Linked DNA regions of Mus musculus: region 2 is linked to region 1. Evidence: chromatin contacts called from public Hi-C data. All regions are on one chromosome and are shown on one strand. The core of a region is the stretch at or near the end of the contact, and the rest is flanking DNA. Distances in the headings are between cores, read along the strand shown. Region 1 overlaps Trhde (TRH-degrading enzyme). Region 2 holds the start of Trhde (TRH-degrading enzyme).

Region 1 (5,322 bases), core at 1,382-3,881:
GACCATCCAGCTGGATACACGGACTCCTCAGAGCATCCGTAGGCACTGCTTCTCAGAGTTCATCCCTGTGTTCATAATGACATGGCCAGTAGAATAAAATGTCTAACACCATAATAAAGAGATGCCGCATAACATTTTAGAGATAAGTTTTTCTGCTTGTAGACTTGAATATTAAAAAAAAAGAATTCCTTTGAAGCTCCTTAAATCACAGATGAAACTAGTTCTTAGGAGTTTCTCTCTTTTGAGGGATTAATTTTGAAAGCAGAAAAAGGAGATGCAGCATAAGTTAACACCTGGGCTGTTTGATTACAGGTCACACTGTAAACGGAAGAGAAAGGAGCCTTGGCTTTCAAAGATTGTTTTGGGAATTTGTTCAGCTTAGGCTTCTCTTTGTCCCTTGACTCACACACATTTCATCCTCGGTTTTCTTGCTGGAAAAGTGGCAAGGGACAGTAGGCCAGTTGTTGTTGGTGTCCTTTGCTTAGCCCTCAGCAGATCAGTGTCTATCACTCAGAATGGTAGGCATTGGCGTGCTTTTATGTTGTTTGGGCACATCAGCCAGAGAAACCTGGCACAGTAGGTCTAAGTCAAGTTAGGTTATGAATTGTATTGACCAAAGTTAAAATACTCAAATCTGAGGCCCCAAGAGTCCTTTATCAATTGGATGCCAGTTTGTCTATCCTACCTATTGCTGGGTATTGATAACACAGTGAGGTTACATTCTGCAAAGGCTCTTGTGCAGAGGGGCAGACTGGTTATTCAAGGGGAGTTGAATTAGAAGCCAACTGTTCCAGACACCTCATAAGCAATTGAGTAATTTGTAATCCATCTCTTTTGGGGGGTTATCACTTTACTGAAATTCAGTGGTTCAAATCTGTGCTTGATCTGCACTTTTTTACACAAACAATATTCACATTTTCTATTGTTCTCTTTGTACCCGATCTTAGCCAGAAGGCTGCCCTTTGAAACAGTTGATGATAAGCCTAAGGTGTAGTTAAAGGCATTTTCTTACACTGATGATTTAATTCTTCATGATCCTAGAAAAATAAAATAGGAGAGCAATATTTGCTTACAGGTTTTGAGGGATTTGATAAGAGCGTACAGAACATTGTTATTCTAGACATTTTTGATATTTTAGTACATTTCCACAATGGTTCATTTTAGAGAGAGAGAGAGAGAAAAAAATATAATGCACATGTATCCTAAGTGGATTAAGCCCAAAATTTTTTGCTGAAATGGTTTAATTTTATGTTGTGTGAAGTAACTTTGTAGGAGAAAAGTTTCTTTTCTGTTAACTTTCTTGCTGTGATGCTGGCTTTCCGCTCCTACAATTTTGAAGGCACATTGGTACAAACTCAAATAAATAGTTGATTGATTGTTTACATATATCAAGGGCCTTATCTTTACAGGTAAATCAGACTAGCTTCTGTTTAATAACTTATCCTCTATGAATTCTTATGATAGAAATCCTTCCTTCTCTGGTTCCTCTGATGTCACCAGAACACATACATAGCAAAGACAAAAAGGACATTAAAGTTTTATAAAGTTATTAATTTTATCACAAATACTTGTATATAAGCAGCCATGTTCATTACCTTTGCTGTGAGTTTCGAGTTCTAGCTAGCAATACCCAGCATAGAGTGGGATGTATAGGAGGTATATAAGAAAACTGATGATCATTGGGCTGGAGATATTGCTCAGTTAGTGGTGTGCTTGCCTAGCATGCATCAGGCCCTTGTTTCAATATCCAGCTTTGTGCAGACTTGGGAGGCTAATAAACAATTGTAATCTCGGCACAGGAAGTAGAAGCAGGAGGTTAAGGGTTTCGGGTCATCCTTGGCTACATAATGAGTTTGAGGCTAGCCTTGGCTCACAAACAAACAAAAAACAAAACAAAACAAAACAGTGATTATTTTTGTGTAGTTATTACAAAATCTAGGGTTTTATGGAAGAATTAGTAGTTCTTACTTTTGGACAATAAATACACAGTAGTAGGGATAGAGTTTATCTACTTCAGATAAACCAGCCCTTAAATATTGACATAACTAAAATACCACTTGGCAATTAAAAACATTACAGGATGTAAGAATATCTCTCTGATCTTTGGAAATAAGAGCCATCATGTAATGATAATAAATGAGCCACTTTTGTACTTAATGTTAGTAAAGTAATACCTTTTTCTTCAAAGTCTATGAAGTCAGTGGTATGCAATGGTTTAAAAGCCAGAAATATGTTTTATTAAAAAGACATTAATATATTCGGTTTGGGGTGAAGTTTGTAATTCTAATTTTTGTTTGATGATGTCATGGCAGGCTTTAACAGCTGGTAAAGTCATGTATCTCTGTTCCAAAAAGGCTCAGTGGTGGGAAAGACTTGTTCTTTGATTATTCCTCCTTTCATTTGTAGAGTAAAAGAAGCTCTCTGGTCTTCCCCATGAAATGATGGTGAAGTCATCCTCTGCCAGCTCCCCAGAGACGAAACAGAGGTCCTGGCTCTTGAGACCCAAAAGAATCGTTTGCCCTGTCTTCCAACAGTTTGCTCTATGAATTCAAGCACACCCAGGACATGCCAGCACGTGGGGTGGGGAGAGGGAGGAGGAAACCAGAGGAGTGTGAGGGAGGATGGGAGATGAAAGCTGAAAGCTGGCTTCTCAGAAAGATAAATGGTTCTGTTGTCAATGTGAAGTTATGAACACGACAGCAGCCTGGGCTGTGTCCATTTTCCTCATTGCGCCCAGACCGAAACACTACTTTAAATAAAACATATTTCTTTTATTTCCCATTTCTTGCTTGCTAACTTAAAGATAAATTACTTGCTTGCAAGTGCAGTGAAAGGGAAATAAAATCAGTAACAGGCAGTGCCCAAAAATGCCCCAGCTGCTTAACGGTCTGGCCTTGAGCAATACACAGTTTTTATGGAAAAGTTTTACTGGTCTGCTGTTAAGGAAACAAAAGCAGCTCTTCACCTCCCCCACTCTCCAGACTCCAAATAAAATAAAATAAATAAAAGTAAAGGAAAAGAAATCGAAAGCCAAAAATCAAAGCGCAGGAAAGCCAAAGCAATTTGGAATGGCATGTTTTGACTGACCACAGCAAAAGATGACTGTTCGGAATGATCGGAGTTGGAGCTGTGTGGTGGCGCTCAGCTTAGAACGCTGCTCTTAGAGATGAGAAGGGCTTGAGGTCAGTCTTGTGTTGCCAGGGGTCAGTGGCCCATAATTAGGCTCCTGGGTCTTTTAGTTAGGTGTTTGGATAAGCAATTAAATATTTTCTGTGACCATTTGGGGCACCCTCAGAAGCTGACATCAGGCAGTTTTGCGACTGAAGAAATGAGAACGTTCAATACACATGGCAGGGGATTTTACTGTTAAAAGAACTAGGAAAGAAACCCTTTAGACTAGAAAGAAATCACATCTTCTTTACTGTAAGAACTACACAGTGGATGTGTCTTCCTGTGCTGGATACACAGCTCACAGGATTTTCATTCACAGCTCCTTTAATAACCAGAACAGGAATGACTTTTCAAATGGTTGCACACTGCACAGCAGAACCCATGGGAAAGCTTGTTTCAATACAGGTTTCCAGGCTGCGTTCGAGAAGTTTGGAACTAGGCCTGGGAATGCACGCTTGTACCGATGTCCCAGGTGATGCTGTGGCTGTCACTCTGAAGACCATGTGTTGAGAAGCACACTGAACCATCTCAAACTCTGGGGATGCAGGCTCTGAACATCTGATGCATGCCAGGCACTGCTCACATCTCTTATCTTTTTTATTCTTCATGTAGTTCTATTAAGCTTGTCACCCATTACCTTAGTGCAGAGGTGTGGGTTCCTGCAAGGCAAACGACTCATAGAGAGTTGTAGATATGACCAGTAATGGAACCAGGGGCAGAACTTGAATATATTGATTTCTCTAACCCATGTTCTCTCAAAGAACCTCACTGCTTCCCAGTGCCCGCCCTTTCATAGAGCTTGACTCAGTGGTTTGACCTGCCCTTGAGAACAAGTGGGAGAAGCTATGCAATAGGTCTGACTATTTTAACTTAGGAGAATGGTGCAAATACAAGGATACAGACTCTCTCGGTGAATTCTACCTCGACGAAAAGACATTTCGTTATCATGCTACCGCCGAGCTAATTATCTTCATTCTATAGCTCCTCACTTGTCATTTCCCCTTATTTCCAATACTGAAAATGAATGTGAGACAGAGACTTCTAAGAGAAAGTAGTATCAAGGACAGATGGCAAAGCTAGACAGGATTTCATGGAAGAATTGGGACTTCAACCAAGATGATAGATGAATCTGGGCCCGTGACAGCAGAGGAAGGATCCGTGGGGTTCTCTTCTGTGTGGTAGCATGTATGCAGTGAGAAAAGAAACAGCCCGATCTGCGTGAAAAGAGAATGTGGAAAAGCAGAGGGCTGAGTGAAATGTGGGTCAGACTGAGAACATGAGAGCAAGACCTTTCTTTGTTAGAAATAAGAGGAATACATTCCTTACCTATGTTTCTTATTTGGCTATGATATATAAAATTACCTCTTGATTACAGATTTAAAGGGGTGTGTTGGGGGGCAGCTTTTGGGGAGCTGGTTTAATCTCTCCACTTTCACATGGGTTCCAGGATCAAATCCAGATCATCAGACAGCACAACTAGGACCTTTCCCATGATGCTGTTTTAGTGCCCCCTTTACAGATATTTAATGAGCATCTACTACTTAACTAGTTAATAGTCCAGATGCTGGGTCCACTGGCTAGGCACAAGGAAGTAATACAAAAGACCAGAGGCTGTATAAGCTAGCCACTTTTATTCAATGGTCAGCAGTATCAGTATTACGTACCATCTGCAAGTTTGTTAGAAATGTAGAATCTCCCGTACACTCTAGACCAACTGTGTCAGAATCTGCACCGAAGCAAGTGGACTTCCAAGTCCACTGAAATTTGAGAGATAATTCAGTTTTTACCCTTTATGTTGCCCTCTGAAATTATCACTGTCTGTAAAGGATAATCTGAAATAAATACATTTCTCACAATGACCAAAATAGAGAGGAACTAGTGAGGATGAAATGGAAACAAAATACACCCTGGATGTCAGGTCCTTGACTGGACTCCTCTACTAATGGGGCGTCTGCTCATTTTCCAGTTTCACATCCATTCTCCAGCTTCAAAATCATAGCAAGGCATTTTGGGGGTGTCCAATGTAACTGACAAATAACAGAGAAATGAATACAGATTAAATTAGCCAATACAGTTTCTGATGCTTTCGCTAATGCACTGATGTTTTAATATAAGATTTACAGCTAGGATAAAGGTGCTTAAGGAAACATT
Region 2 (5,081 bases), core at 2,365-4,864, 59 kb before region 1:
GTCATTTTCCTCCTTAAATTTTTAAGTTGAATTTTTTTCGTGTGTGTATGTATGTGTGTGTTCATGTTCATGTGAACATGTGTGTGCATGTGTGTGGAGGCCAGAGGTTTACTTTAGGCACTGTTCTTCAAACACGATTCACCTATTTTTTATTTATTTATTTATTTATTTATTTATTTATTTTTATTTTTTGGAGAATGTTTCTCATTGCCCAAGAGCTTGCCAAGTAAGAGGCCAGGCTGAATGGCCAGACAGGCCCTGAACTTCCTCACCTCTGCTTCTTCAGTATTGTAATTTGCAAGTATGTGCTACTATGCCCAGCTAAAATAGGTCCTGGGGATCCAACTTAGGTCTTAGTGTTTGCAAAGTAGGCCACATTACTGATTGAGCTTGTCTCCCCAGCTCAAATTTTGTTTGTCTTTCATGGAGAAGATTAAAAACCTCTTGGCAAAATGAGGAAATTAGCTCCCGAGGGCTGAAAGGTACTTCCTCGAGCCCTCTGATATTAACACATCAAGAAACTGAGTTGATTAAGTAAGTGGAATAGGATCACAAAAGGTTGGGAGGGTTGAGTGGGGACGTAGCTCTTTCTTCTGAGCCACACAGTTTCTGGACATGAAGAAGCTAATCACACTTTCAGAGATGGAGTATGCAAGGGCACTCAAGTTGTGCATGTTCATGCAAATCAGTGTGGGGACAAAAGGCAGTGCAAGTTTAAACAACCAAGGAGCACAGACCATCGCTCCCTGCAAGACAGTTCATTTTGATTATCGACAGGATCGGAGTGTAGATTTGATTAAAATCAACTTCTGGTGGACTTCATGACTTTTAAACATTCAGATTATATTCGCTTTTACAAGTCCCCAGACCTAATATGGACAACATTTTAATGACATTTATTAGTTAAAGAAAAAAAAAAACCAGCATGACTTTCTCACAACAAATAAATGGTTCTTGCTAAGTGTCAGACACTGAGAAGGTGCCTCCCTTGTGAAGAACACAGCCTGATTGTAGCATCACAGTAGCCAAACCTTTCTCTAATCAAGGGACTTAAATGCTAATGACAACTTTTAAACCAAGTGTTTGTGGTTAATTCCTTCAATATTCCTCTTAGGTTCACAACCTGAAACTTTGCCTGTTCTCTGCTGGTTTTGGTTTGCAGTAGGGTGAACATTTTCTTGGAAGATAATATAAAACTTTATTCCACCAATGCATCTTTCTCGGGTTCTTTACACTTTCAGACGTCACAAAAGGAGAAAAAATTCACTTTATATTAACAGGAGAGAAACACATATTTACTTACTTGATCTTTGATACTCAGTTTATTGGGTAAAGCCACACAAAACGGGAATCAATAAGCTAATAAGTTGTGCCCACTTCATGTTAATAAACTTGAATTTGCTTCATTTGTGTCTCAAAAACAATCCATTTGCTAATTTAATCAGTCAGGACAAACATTTCTAATCAGTAAGTGATCTGCTTTTTTTTTCCTCTTTTCTTTCTTTTCTTTTCTTTTCTTTTCTTTTCCTTTCCTTTCCTTTCCTTTCCTTTCCTTTCCTTTCCTTTCCTTTCCTTTCCTTTCTTTTCTTTTCTTTTCTTTTCTTTTCTTTTCTTTTCTTTTCTTTTCATTGCAATGGTTTTGAGAGTTACCTAACAGTAATCTTCATGAGTTCTTGGAAAGTAATGGCCTTGTAGCCTGCACGACTAACATCACGTTAGAGACAGAAAGCCTCAGAGACCCCCTAAGAAGGTTGTTTCTTCATTAGGCAGGGGGTGCTTAGACTCGCAGGACTCACTCTAGAAGCTGCTAGCTATCTGTGTCCCTTAGGCCAGGGTTCCTGAATGTCTAGACCAGAGCCCTGAAGTACTAAAGAATATGGTGTACTCTTGGAGTCTCAGGTGCTCTTTTGCCTTGCTAAACCGTATTTCCTAACTTTGGGGAAACAATCTAACCCCTCAGCTCTCAGCTCCTAAAATGCACATAGCCAGACCCATATGAAAAAAAAAAAAAAAAAAAAAAAAAAGCAAGAACAAAGATGGTTCAAAACAGAGCAGAAAAAAGTAACTGGGACAGAATGTGGCATTTCCCCTGGTCTGTTGCTGGCGGCCCACATACAACATGCTTAAAAATACCCACCCTGGCACCCATCTTCCTTATTTATGATGATGCAAGTGGACATTTAGAAAGCATGGTATTGAGCAAGTACCCTAGCTAGGGATGAAGGGAAAAGAACTTCTGCAAGCAAGACTCCCAGTTTAAAGTTGATGTTGTGTAACTGAGCTCCTCTTATTGGCCAGGCTTTAACAATATCATTTTAAGCCTATTTTTCACTACCCCAAAGCTAATAGTCTCTCTCTTTCTCTCTCTCTCTCTCTCTCTCTCTCTCTCTCTCTCTCTCTCTCTCTGGAAAATAATGATGGTGATGATTTCTTAAATGCAATCTGGATTTAAACAAACAAAAGAAACATGTAAAGAGACATTTCTTCATTTTTTTTTAAATTGACTGAGCCAGTCATTAACTCTTTGTCGCCTTCGAGGCGGCTGTCTTTCTAAGCATTGTTTTAGTTACAACTCTATCAGCACATTTTGAAGTTTCGATAGCACACCCCCTCTACTCTAGTGGAGAGAACTCCAACAAACTCCTGAGAGTCCAAAGGCGGCCAGCAGGCTATATATGTCCTGTGCTTTGATGATTCTTGCTGTTAGCGTACACTGGGGGTTCATAACTGTTCTAATGAAGTTTAAACACTTTTCATGATGATACAGGGGAGTTGCAAAGAAGAATTGTGCCTAGGTGAAGTAAGACGCTGACAAGTCACGTGAGTATGGATTGATACACTGTCCTACTAATATCCAAAGTCATGGGGCCTCCACCCTCAGTTTTCCTTCCATTCGTTTCTGAATATTGTATTGTGGGCATCATGTTGTAATGCTTTCCCCAATCTCAGAATAAAATGCGTTCTATGGGGAATCCTTCTCTTGTCTTTAGTCTTTACTTACGGAGGAGGACTCTACTAGTTCATTGCTAGCCATTATTTCTGACTGCACACCTAGCTTCACTACACTGGTGTAATATATGCAGCCAGGCTTTGGAGAATTTATTTCAATTTACATACAGTCCTCTAAATCCTCTGGCGAGCTTGATGTGTGATCTGACACTGCCTCCCCAGCAGGCTCTGCCTTTGCTCTTGATGCTAATAGCCCAAGGCTCCAGTGGTCCCTCTGGGGAATCCGCAGTAGGGCTAAGGAGTCGGAAGAGGGGTGACTGCGGGGCTTGTTGCGCCGAAGATTTACAATGTACTCTTGCAGGCAGCTCAGCAACCCCCTCTGTGGCTGTGGGTGTCTGGTGTGACAGAGCGGAGAAAAGCTCTCTCTAATCTCCCAGTGCCTGCCTCTGTCGCTAAACCTCTCTCCTCCCTCCTGCCTTCCCTTCCTCCTCGCTTGCTCCCTCTCTCTGCTTCCCGTTTCTCCGGGAGTTTCAGTCCCTGAATGCAGCTGGAGTACCCTTGGCAAAATCTACACCCGGAGCCCGTGTACACACACACATACACGCACACGCGCGCACACACGCGCACACACATGCACACGCGTTGGCACACACGCACGCACTTCAGTTCTTCCCCCGGGGACGCGGCTCAGACCTTCATCTACCTGAAGTGGACACCCCGACCGGACACTTCTTCACTTGTCTTCTCTGGAGGGCAGAGCATCATCGGAACGCGGGAGGCTTGCTGCCCAGTCCGCAACCTCACGCCTTTTACCGCCACCACTGCTTAAAGTGTCCAGGGTGGAGAAGGCTTCTTCAGGACGGATGCTCCGCGGCCGTGGGACTTCCTCCGGCTAGCTTACTCCAGTCCTTTCCTCGGTCCTCTGGTCCATCCTCTCCTCTTCCACTGCGGGGTGGAAGGCTCCAGCGCCTTCCGGGCTGCCGCCGCTGCCACCGCCGCAACTGTTTTGGCGAGCACATCCCACCCAGAAGACGGAACAACGCTGCCAGAGTGCGGGGGGCTGGTGAAGCCCTAACTTGTCCCCCGACTCAGTCGCTCTCCCCAGCGCTCTCTGTCCTCTTGGCCGAGCCGAGGAGAGAGCAACCGCCGCCGCCACCCTGGTAGAGTGCGGCGCCCGGGAGGACAGGCGAGCCGCAGGCGCACAGGGGCGGGGGCGGCGTGTGCCCGGGCGCCCGGTGCTGGCCCGACGAGTAGCGCGCACCCGGCGAGCGACACGCTTCCCAAGTTGGGGCGCGTCCCAGAGCTGGTTGCCCGGCTATCCGCAGCTGTTGTCTGGAGAGAGGCGGGGCTGATGGGGGTCGTCTCGGTCGTCACTAGCCTCCAGAGTCTGTCTTGAGAGAATCTGAGCTGGCCTCCCTAGGGTCCCAGCCGGCGTCGCGCCCTCCGCCCGCGTGCGGTCTCCAATGACTGCGCTGGAGGTGGCCCGGGTGGCCCGCCCGCTAGGGGTGTCGGAGGGGGCGGGGGAAGAGGAGGAGGCGGTGTGATGGCCCTGGACGGCGAGAGGGGGGAGCAAGAGGAGGAGAAGAAAAAGAAGAAGAAGAAAAAGAAGAGGAAGAAGAAGGAGGAGGAGGGGGCAGAGAAGAGCAGTTCACCCTTTGCGGCCACCATGGGAGAAGACGACGCCGCGCTCCGGGCAAGCGGCAGGGGGCTCTCGGACCCGTGGGCTGACTCGGTGGGAGTGAGACCCCGCACCACGGAGCGCCACATCGCAGTGCACAAGAGGCTTGTGCTGGCCTTTGCCGTGTCCATCGTGGCACTGCTGGCTGTCACCATGCTGGCCGTCCTGCTCAGCTTGCGATTCGACGAGTGTGGAGCGAGCGCGGCGATGCCTGGCACCGACGGTGGCCTCGGGGGTTTCCCCGAGCGCGACAGCAACAGCAGCTTTCCAGGTTCTGCCCGGCGCAACCACCACGCGGGTGGGGAATCCTCTCAGCGTGAGAGCGGCGAGGTGGGCACCCCGGGGACCCCGTCTGCCCAGCCGCCGTCGGAGGAAGAGCGGGAGCAGTGGCAGCCCTGGACACAGCTGCGCCTATCCGGCCACCTCAAGCCGCTGCACTACAATTTGATGCTCA

Evidence for each region. A called contact is a pair of places that touch in the nucleus more often than the background predicts.
Region 2: a contact with region 1 is called in a Hi-C map of uterus, with 1.8 times the contacts expected there. The contact joins the promoter of Trhde here to the enhancer-like site in region 1. A contact is called at or near these places in 4 of 39 promoter capture datasets (the 3T3-L1 cell line, hippocampal neurons and liver), 8 of 484 Hi-C or Micro-C datasets (cerebral cortex, liver and uterus), 2 of 115 datasets of contacts at active chromatin or transcription factors (fibro-adipogenic progenitors and neural progenitor cells) and 2 of 9 other capture datasets (adipose tissue and liver).

What each region holds. Positions count from the first base shown.
Region 1 is chr10:114,740,815-114,746,136 of GRCm38.p6, reverse strand. All of the region lies in intron 2 of Trhde (TRH-degrading enzyme), which reads left to right. It overlaps Gm40766 (a long non-coding RNA gene), which reads left to right. Exons shown (of 2, transcript XR_872046.1): 2 at 2,407-2,781. Among named protein-coding and RNA genes, the nearest start is that of Gm40766, 18 kb to the left of the region's middle. Within about 2 kb of position 2,631, at least 11 of the 459 cell types and tissues checked have an H3K27ac peak or open chromatin away from gene starts, as enhancers often do. A contact at or near this core is called in uterus, where this site is marked.
Region 2 is chr10:114,800,835-114,805,915 of GRCm38.p6, reverse strand. It overlaps Trhde (TRH-degrading enzyme), which reads left to right and starts at 3,614. Exons shown (of 19, transcript NM_146241.3): 1 at 3,614-5,081. The coding sequence starts at 4,493. Gm15723 (predicted gene 15723) reads right to left here and starts at 4,190. Exons shown (of 2, transcript NR_155864.1): 1 at 3,653-4,190.